3 separate regions of the Mus musculus genome follow, and all the other regions are linked to region 1. The links are chromatin contacts, called in public HiChIP or PLAC-seq maps. All regions are on one chromosome and are shown on one strand. Each heading gives the region's core, a stretch centred on a gene start, on an enhancer-like site or on the middle of the called end of the contact. The rest is flanking DNA. Distances are from core to core; before and after follow the strand shown.

Region 1 (2,964 bases), core at 177-2,676:
CTGCCCTGTCTTGTCTGAGCCTGTATTCTCTTCTTCTACATACTATAGTCTCACAAGGAATAGGAGGGGTAAGGTCCACTGGGCTGGGGTTGCATTGTTAGACACAAGAGATACACTCATTCATTCATTCATTCATTCATTCACTCATTCAATGCATATGTCTCTGGGCAGTGAAAGTGAGGGCTTAGGTGTTCCTGTGACCATGGCAGTCAAAAATGCTCCTTGTCCTACAGAGATGGAACTGGAAAAGATGGCTGAATGAGAGAAAGGGAAGGTCCAGGGACAGGGTCCCTGTCTTACTTTCTTTGTCCCCAGTTGAGTTTGCCACAGGGACCTTGCCTCCCCATCATTAAGTCTCTCTGCTTCACCTGGGCTCAGCCTGGTTCCAGGGAGTCTTCCTAACACACAGCAGAGTAGTTGCATTGTGTACACAGGACTCATGTTCAAATCCCCGAACCCCATGTATGCTGGCGCCCACCCAGGATTGTGTGCATTGGAGGATGTACACATACCCAGAAGAAATGTTGGAAATCATGGTTACAGAAGACTGAATGAGACCATTGAAGTGTATGAGCTTTTTAAGTGGCCAGTAACAGCCAGGCATAGCGGGGCACAACTTTAATTTCAGCACTAAGGAAGCAGAGGGGGCCAACTGTATGTAGGCCAGCCTGGTCTGCATAGTAAGTTCAAGGGGGGTGGGGTGGGGGTGCGGGTACATAGTGAGCACTGTGTTGAAAAAACACTAAAAACCAATCCCCCTCCCCAAAGCAAAACAACCAATCAAAACCAGCTAAATTGATCAAAGTTTAGGTTTCTCAATTTCTAACAAAAAATTGAGAGCTTCAGGCACAGCTGGATCCAGCCAGGCGGTCTTTCCTTCATCTTTGCCTTCTGGCAAGTTCCGAATCTACAAGGTAACACCGTGGCGACGCCTGCCCTTAAAGAAAGAGAAAGAGACTCCTAGCTGTGCTCCAGAATCGGGACTGATTTGTAAATTAGCTCAGAAAGCCACAGTGACAACAAAGACCACCTGGGAAGGGAGCTTGGGGACTCTATTGTCAGAAGGGGCGTGGTGACACATTCCTAACATTTCTGACTCTGGAAGGCAAGGGCCTGCCTGGATAAGGGACTGAGTTCAAGACCAGACCGGGATACATAGGCAGTTATTAAGAGGGAGAAACAGGCTACAAAAAGTGAGCCTGTGGATGCATAGACGAGACAGCTAAAGGGTTTTACAGCCTCCTCGCCTCACAGGTCCGAACTCACAAAGGATAGTCTACCCGGCACCTGCCTGCAGAAAGCCCCCAAGCCTGGCACCCAATGACACTTTTCTCACGTTCAGGAATAAGAGCCCCAGCCTTGCTCTCACATTGGGCACCATGGTAACCAGACCCTGCCTACCGTCCCCTCCCCCCTAGAGAACTCAGTTTCTGTTTGTCTCCAGGAGTCTAGCCGGTGCTGAGCAGAGGGCAAGTGGGCTCAGAGAGGGGAAGAGAGAAGGGCGAGGTGGTGGGAGTGGAAGCTGAAGCAGCTATGGAAGAGAGACTGAGGAATGGGCCTGGGAGAAGGGGAACGGGAAATAGGGAGGCTCAGAGAGGGTGACAAGATTGGTGAAGGACTGCAATGAGGAGGGGGCAATCCAGGGGGCTGGGGAGGTGCTGGGGAAGCTGATGGAGAAAAAGACCAGGGAGGTGGGACAGAGGGCAGAGACTTCTGGGAGAAATGTGGAGGACAACTGGGAAAGGGGGTTTAGAGGGAGGCAGACAGAGAATTGTGAAAACCGGGGACAGGGATGGTTCAGGAGGGCTGAAGAAAGAGAAGCCATGAGACAGGAAGAGATGGAGACGGAAGTAGAGTTGCAGGGAAACAGGAGGTGGGGCGCACACCGAGTCCCGGAGGTTAGGGGAAAGCGTGTGTCCTTGTGGTCTCAGCCTTCCAGTTCCGTGTTTGTCCCTCGTGGTTTCAAAGAGCAAGAAGCAGAAGTCCAGGAAAAGAGCTGCGCTGTGTGGCCCAGTGCGAGCATCTCGCCCCATCTTTCTGGACTTCCCCAGACCCGCTTCTCCAGGATGCAGCCAGAGGTGGAGCCTTTAATCTCCCCCAACCTGGGCGCCCCTGGCTCACACAGGGAGACAGGTGAGCAGGTCTGGGGGCCGGCGAACCGGCATTCCCACACTGTTGGTCCTCGAGCCTAGAACTACATTTCCCAGGAGCCCCTGCCTTTCTCTGGCTGATACTCTGGGTACAGAACTGCATTGCCCTTGGGGGTTCTGCAAGTCTCTGGCCAGTGTGGGAAGCCTCAAACCACATCTCTCAGAAGCTGTTGCAGTCCCCCTGCTAATAATTCTCTGAGCTCATACTACTTTTCCCAAGAGGCTCCCTTGCCAATATTCTGAAATCAAAACTACATTTCCCAGAAGGCCTTGCAGATCTCTAGCAAAGACTCTGCGGGTCCCTGGTCAGTATTCTGGGTCCAGAACTACATTTCCCACCAGCCTCTGCAGTTACCGGGCTCATTAATAATCTTTTAACAAGAAGTGCTGCAGCTATCTGAACGTAACTTCTGGGCCCCAAACTACATATCCCATGAGACACTTGCAGTTCCCTAGCCAACACTCAGATTTAGAACTCTGTTCCCCTCACCCTCTGCAGTTCCCTGGCACATACCCTCGGTTTACAAAGAATTTACCATGAAATGCTGCAGTGTCGTTCCCCCCTCCTCCGCCCCCCGCTAATATTTCTGGGCCCAGAACTGCAGTTCCCATGAACCTCCTGGGCTTCAACAACGCTTCTGAGTCTATTTTCCCTAGATACCTTCACTCCTTGGTCTTGCACAGTAGTTCAACGTCTTCCTGTCCTCAATCCCTGGTTCTTATTTTCAGATAGCCCCACCTCCAACCCAGATGCAGAACTAAACCCTAGGTGCCAATCTTCCACCACAGCCCCACTCAGAGCCCCGACCCCACC
Region 2 (2,964 bases), core at 162-2,661, 490 kb after region 1:
TTCAGAGGGGTGGAGTCAGGACTGAGAGGGCTCCGGGTCAGGGCTCAGAGGGGTGGAGTTAGGTCCCTTGAGAGGAGTTAAAGCCAGGAGCCTCCTTAGTCTGGGAGCCAGGATCATCAGCACACTGGATGTAGGGTCATTTGTCAGGAAGACGGGTCAGCTTGGATTCTCAGGCTGATCTTCAGGACCCAGGAACCATTTCTCCCTCACACACAGTCACGACTTCAGGAGCTGTTCAGCTTTTGTGGCACGGCTGTGCTTCCATGCACCTCCCCTCAGGCACACCCAGCCACAGCCCATTCACCCAGGCAACATCTTTATCCCAGAGGGGGCTGGGAGGGAGTGCTGGCTTAGCATGCACAAAGTCTTGGGTTTGGATCCCAGCACTACAGCACCACGTAAACTGGGTATAGTGGTACATACCTATAACCCCAGCACTTAGGCAGAGGCAGAAGGATTGGAAATCTAAGGATGTTCTTGGCTGCTTAGTGAATTCACGGCCAGCCTGGACTAAGTAAGACTCTTAAAAAATAAATAAGTGGGTCAGGTATCAACTCTAGCACTCAGGGGCAGAGGCAGGCTGACTTCTGAAAGTTTGAGACTAGCCTGTTGTACATAGGGAGTTTAACGGAAAGAATCAACTAGTCACTCAGGAACTGGGCACAGATCCCGTCTTCCCCTTAGTGGTACCACTAAGACTGTCTCTCCTTCTCAGGACCTGTCACCCTTTACAGCCATGACCACACACAGTCACATCATACTGCCACATCAGAGAGTCAGAAACAGTAGGACACTGAGTCCTGCTGTTGGCTGACACTGTTCACTCGGGCACACACCATGACACACACACTCAGATACCTGTGACCTCAAGGATGAGGCACCCCAGGAACCAGCCCCAGGGGGTTCGTGCAGTGACCATCATGTTGGCTCCTGGAAATGAAGACAACAATGAATCTGGACGGTAGTCTTACTCCCTGCCTCCCCATGATCTCTCTCCCTTGCCTTTTTCATTTGTGGGATGTGACCGGATAGAAAGAGACAGAGAGAAGGGGGAAGAAGTAAAAGGGAGGAGGAAGAGAAGGAGGAGGAGGAGGGAGAAGCATCTATCTAGGGATGGGTGGGGGTGTGGAGAAATGGAGGCATAGATCTTCACTTAGGACAGATGAAAGACCCCGACAGGGCTTCACTTAGGACAGATAGAAGACCCTGACAGGGCATTCAAGAGACCTATCTGGTTGGAGGCAGTCTGAGAGGCAGAGATCAGAGCCAGAGGTTCAGAGAGGAATGCAGGGATGCTTCTAAACAGAGAGTGTGAGAGCAAGAGAGAGAGAGAGAGAATGTGTGTGTGTGTCTCACCTGCTGCTTCTGGGCTCCGAATTCTGCGGCTGAGCTGAGCTAAGCTGAGCTGGTTTGCTACCCACAGGGGCCCCTATGGGGCTTATAAGCTTCCTCAGCTGGGGCTGGCCTGCCCCCCAGGGGACACATTCCATACGTCAGATGCTGCAGGCTCCAGCTCAAAGCCTTCAGGCTGCCTCCAAGTCAGGTGGAGTCTGGGGCACAGGGAGGGAACAGTGTCCAGACCCCAGCCTCTCTGGCCTTTATTCTTCCCCCTCCCTTGCCCCCCCTCATGTTCTTTCATTCATCCTTTCCTTCTCTCAGGCTCATTTTACTCACTAAATGAAATTCCCCCTACCTCACTCCCGTAGTCTCCCTCTGTGTCCTTCTGTTCGTCCTCTGAAAACTGCCCCAGCACCAAATCCAGCTTGCATCTCGTACTTCCTTGGAAATCTTATCTGTGACCCACCTCTCCATCTCCTTTTCCCCATGCATAGGATCTGGGTAAGCATCACTCCATGCTCAGCCTGAATTCAGAGAACCCTGCACACAGATCCTCCCTCTGCAGATGTCCTAGTGCAGAGGCTCCTAGGAACGAGGGTGTGATGGAGGCACCCCTTAGTCAACAGCAATTGGCAGCTCTCATGCTTGGAATTCTAAATCAAGTCAGGAACTAGGAAGAGTGATCTCTCCATGTTCCTGGGACTCCGGTCCCGGTGATCAGGGGGAGAGATGTACAATCAAGAAGACAGAGGAATCAAGAGATAAATGGTAGTTGGTAGTGTCCGAGTCAGATGACTATGAGGAAGAGTGGGAACCAGACAAGTGAGGTTGCATCAGAAGACGTCTTGGCATTTGTCCGTGGATGACATTCCCATGGGAAGCAAGGCAGACAGGCAGCCTTCAGAAATGGCTTAGATATCAAGGTTCAGTGGTAGAGGAATTGACATGGCTTGCTTACTTTGTGAAATTGCTCTTGGTGAGGAGAGACAGAGGTAGGGATTGAAGGCTGGACCATGACTGGGAAAGCACTGAGATTCAAGTGGGAGATGCTGGGGTCCAGGAGGGAGATGCTGGGGTCTGGTGGGAGATGCTGAGGTCCAGGAGGGGGGATACTGGGGTCTGGTGAGAGATGCTGAGGTCCAGGAAAGGGATACTGGGGTCCAGGAGGGAGATGCTGAAGTCCAGGAGGGAGATGCTGGGGTCTGGTGGGAGATGCTAAGGTCCAGGAGGGAGATACTGGAGTCTAGGAGGGAGATGCTGGAGTCCAGGAGGGAGATGCTGAGGTCCAGGAGGGAGATGCTGAGGTCCAGGAGGGAGATGCTGGGGTCCAGGAGGGGGATGCTGAGGTCCAGGAGGGAGATGCTGGGGTCCAGGAGGGAGATGCTGGGGTCCAGGAGGGGGATGCTGGGGTCTGGTGGGAGATGCTGGAGTTCAGGAGGGAGATACTGGGGTTTGGTGGGAAAGTCTGGGATTCAAATGGGCATACTGGGTCTATCAGGACTCATAGGTACACACTGTGATTGATGAGGCCAGTACTGATGACAGGGAGGCCAGCTAAGACAAAGAGCAAACAGGTGGGTGGTGCTTTTCTGTCTTCCCACTGGGTCAGGTGGAGGTGACCTAGAG
Region 3 (2,964 bases), core at 260-2,759, 490 kb before region 1:
TGACCCTTTTCCCTTACCTTTTTTTTTTTTTTTTTTTTTGGTTGGTTGGTTTTTCGAGACAGGGTTTCTCTGTGTAGCCCTGGCTGTCCTGGAACTCACTCTGTAGACCAGGCTGGCTTCAAACTCAGAAATCCGCCTGTCTCTGCCTCCCGAGTGCTGGGATTAAAGGCGTGTGCCATCACGCCCGGCTTCCCGTACCTTTTAATTAATGCCTAGTGTCACTACTCAATCTCTATTATTATTGTTTATTAATTATGAGACAAGGCTGTCGTATTAAGTCAGTTGCCCAATCAGGTTTTGAGCTCACTTTGAAGTGCAAGCAGACTCTGAATTATGTGCACATGTGACACAGGACTTGTGTGGGGCTCAGGGAGCACTTTGTAAGGGTCTCTTTGCTCCTCCCACCATAGGGTTTAGGGAAATTGAACCCAGGTTGTCAGGCTTGGTGGCAGACAAGGACCAGGTGACCTCTCTTGCTGCTCACCTTCCAGTTTAGCTTTTTAAATCAATTATAAAACACGAGATTTTTAAAAAGCCAGCCTACTGCCAGGACATTTGCTCCAGGTGACAGGCATCATAGCTTGGGTGTGCTGTCAGGGGCCTGATATAATTTGGTTAAAGTAGTGTATGAATCAGCAAGGAAGAACAAAGTATAGTCCAAATAGGTTTTCTAGTTTAAAAGAAGGCAGGAGGGAACTTCTCGCATGCAAGAGGCTATAAATTCAAACCTCAGCACCCTATATATAGTTTAACAGCCACGTGTAGTAGTGCACACCCAATTAAAGGTGAAGACAGAAGGCTTAGGAGTTCGAGGTCAGCCTGGGTGCATAAGCTAACACTGCGTAAACACAACGCCACTTACATCGAGCGCAGATAATCTAAGGCTGGATAGTATCACAGGTTAAAAACAAACGGAAGCAAGAAATGCCACTGCACAGTCCTTTCAGATCAAGAACGTGATCTGGGTAAGGCAACTGCTAGAAGGCCCAAGCAACAGTGGGCAGACCCTGGACAAATGGGCCAGCAGCTATGCTGGTCACGCCCAGGCTGCGAGAGACCCGCTGGAAGTTGTAGTCTTTTAGCCACCTTGCCACGTCACCGCCTCCAAGAGGCAAGAACGCCTGGTTCCTACATCTACCCCTCAGTCTGGTGGTAGGTTCCGTCGCGCCACCCATTATCCTGTCTACCGCCTTCTGTCCCTCCAGCAGTGAGGACTTGGTATTGTCTCACCAGCTCGAACTCTTGTAGCACAGTTTCTCTCTTGTCATTTCCAAGTCTGAAACCCTCCCTCCCTGACCTTCTTGGTTTGCTCCAGCCACACCCCCTTACAGTCCTCCATCCCTGTTTGTCAGCGCTGGCTCCCCAGCTCCATAGTCTGTTGGTTAGCGCCGGCTCCTCCTCTCCCCGGCGTTGGTCCCGGCTCTCCCTCTTCTTCCACGTTGGTAGGCGCCAGCCCACCCCCCCCGCATCTCCCCCCAGCTTCGCGTTGGTTGGCGCCGGGCTCCCCTGTTCGCTGCAGTGGTTCGGCCGCGGCGACCCCTCAGCGGCGCGTCCCCCGCCGCGGTCCCGCTCCGCTTCTCCCCGAAGCCGCGCGCCCGCGCCTGTCGGTCGGCGGACCCGCAGCCCCCCGTGAGGCCCACGGCCTCCCACCCGCCATGGTCCGCCCGCGCCGTGCCCCGCACCGCTCCGGCGCCGGGGGCCCCCTCGGAGGTCGTGGCCGGCCACCGCGGCCCCTGGTCGTCCGCGCCGTGCGCTCACGTTCCTGGCCTGGCGGTCCTCGAGGCCCGCAGCCACCGCGGATCCGGGCTCGTTCGGCCCCTCCCATGGTGAGTCCCACGGCCTGTTTCCAGAGCCTTCCACGCACGCCCCGCCCCGCCACCCCTCCCCTGGCGGGCGCCTTTGTCCGCAGCGCCCACGGGCCTCCCGCGGGAGGGCGCACCCAGGGGTCCGGGATCAGTCCTTGATCGGCTCTGGGCGCTCCCCTTTGTTGCGCGGCGGGCTGGGCGGGGGGCGGGGTACGGAGGCGGGGCGGGTTCGAATTACTGCTGACTGCGCGGCCGGCTGCACACGCGCGCGGGGGGCGCCTGGGGTGCACGCTTGTTTTTCCAATTGCAAAGTTGGTCCTCGGCCTCCGGGTCTGGAAATGCGCGAAGCGGCCGGTGGAGGAGCCCGGCGCTTACACGCGCGCCCAGCTGTTGCTCGCGGGGGCGTTGTCCCCCGGGGCCAGATGGCGATTGTGGACAGTCCCTCTATTTGCATACCCGCCCGCCCCGCAGCTAGCCCAGACCTTAAGCCTTAAGATAAAGCTTAAGGTAAATATTCAGCTCTGTAAGTTCGTGGGGTTGTCACCTTTTTGTCCACTCAGTAAACGTGCGCGCACTTTCTAGAAACATTGAGATTTTCTTGGGGCAACAAAATTGCCCCCATTGTGATGGTGGACTCGTGGCCACACCTGCGCATGCTTGGCCAGCGGTAAGCTATTCCCTGGCGTGGTACTGACCACTTCAGACTTCTGACGACGTTGTTCTCCGAGGAGCTGAGGCGGGTCTGTCGCCTGGATCACCTGAGGAACGCAGACACACCCCTCGCTGTAGTACAGCCTAGGCTTGAAGTTTTCTCTTGGTGTTGGGAGCCCTTCCTGGGGTCCTCATATGTGTCCCTTTTCTACAAATGTGACTTGGCTCTGGCCATGCAGTGCGCAAACAGCAAATCAGGCATGCGTAAACACGAACTTGGCGCTTAGTGGGCTTCATGTTCCTAGTTTGTTTCCCTGCTGTTGTGGGCATACAGGTGTTTTTGGGTGCAGGCAAACACACAAGCCTCTTAATGGTTATCCCTCACCCCGCACTTGAATAGTTTTGGATTTTGTTTAGGTTCCTAAGTGTGTTTGCCTGATTTTCACCGACTGTGTGGTGGTGTACATGCTGACACTTGTAGTGTCTCACTGCACACCCAGCCCAGGCA

What was found. HiChIP or PLAC-seq counts read pairs in DNA pulled down with a chosen protein or histone mark.
Region 2: an H3K27ac HiChIP or PLAC-seq map of epiblast stem cells shows a contact between it and region 1, with 3 times the contacts expected there. The contact joins the promoter of Klk4 here to the promoter of 1700008O03Rik in region 1. A contact is called at or near these places in 2 of 39 promoter capture datasets (the C10 cell line and cranial neural crest), 3 of 115 datasets of contacts at active chromatin or transcription factors (embryonic stem cells and epiblast stem cells) and 1 of 9 other capture datasets (macrophages).
Region 3: a contact with region 1 is called in an H3K27ac HiChIP or PLAC-seq map of embryonic stem cells, with 5 times the contacts expected there. The contact joins the promoter of Ptov1 here to the promoter of 1700008O03Rik in region 1.

Annotation. Positions count from the first base shown.
Region 1 is chr7:44,373,492-44,376,455 of GRCm38.p6, reverse strand. It overlaps 1700008O03Rik (RIKEN cDNA 1700008O03 gene), which reads left to right and starts at 1,426. Exons shown (of 6, transcript NM_027049.1): 1 at 1,426-1,469; 2 at 1,932-2,133. The coding sequence starts at 2,067. It overlaps Gm39001 (a long non-coding RNA gene), which reads right to left and starts at 1,959. Exons shown (of 2, transcript XR_882056.2): 1 at 1,887-1,959; 2 at 553-932.
Region 2 is chr7:43,879,607-43,882,570 of GRCm38.p6, reverse strand. It overlaps Klk4 (kallikrein related-peptidase 4 (prostase, enamel matrix, prostate)), which reads right to left and starts at 1,411. Exons shown (of 6, transcript NM_019928.2): 1 at 1,357-1,411; 2 at 859-930. The coding sequence starts at 922.
Region 3 is chr7:44,868,213-44,871,176 of GRCm38.p6, reverse strand. It overlaps Ptov1 (prostate tumor over expressed gene 1), which reads left to right and starts at 1,509. Exons shown (of 12, transcript NM_133949.2): 1 at 1,509-1,826. The coding sequence starts at 1,656.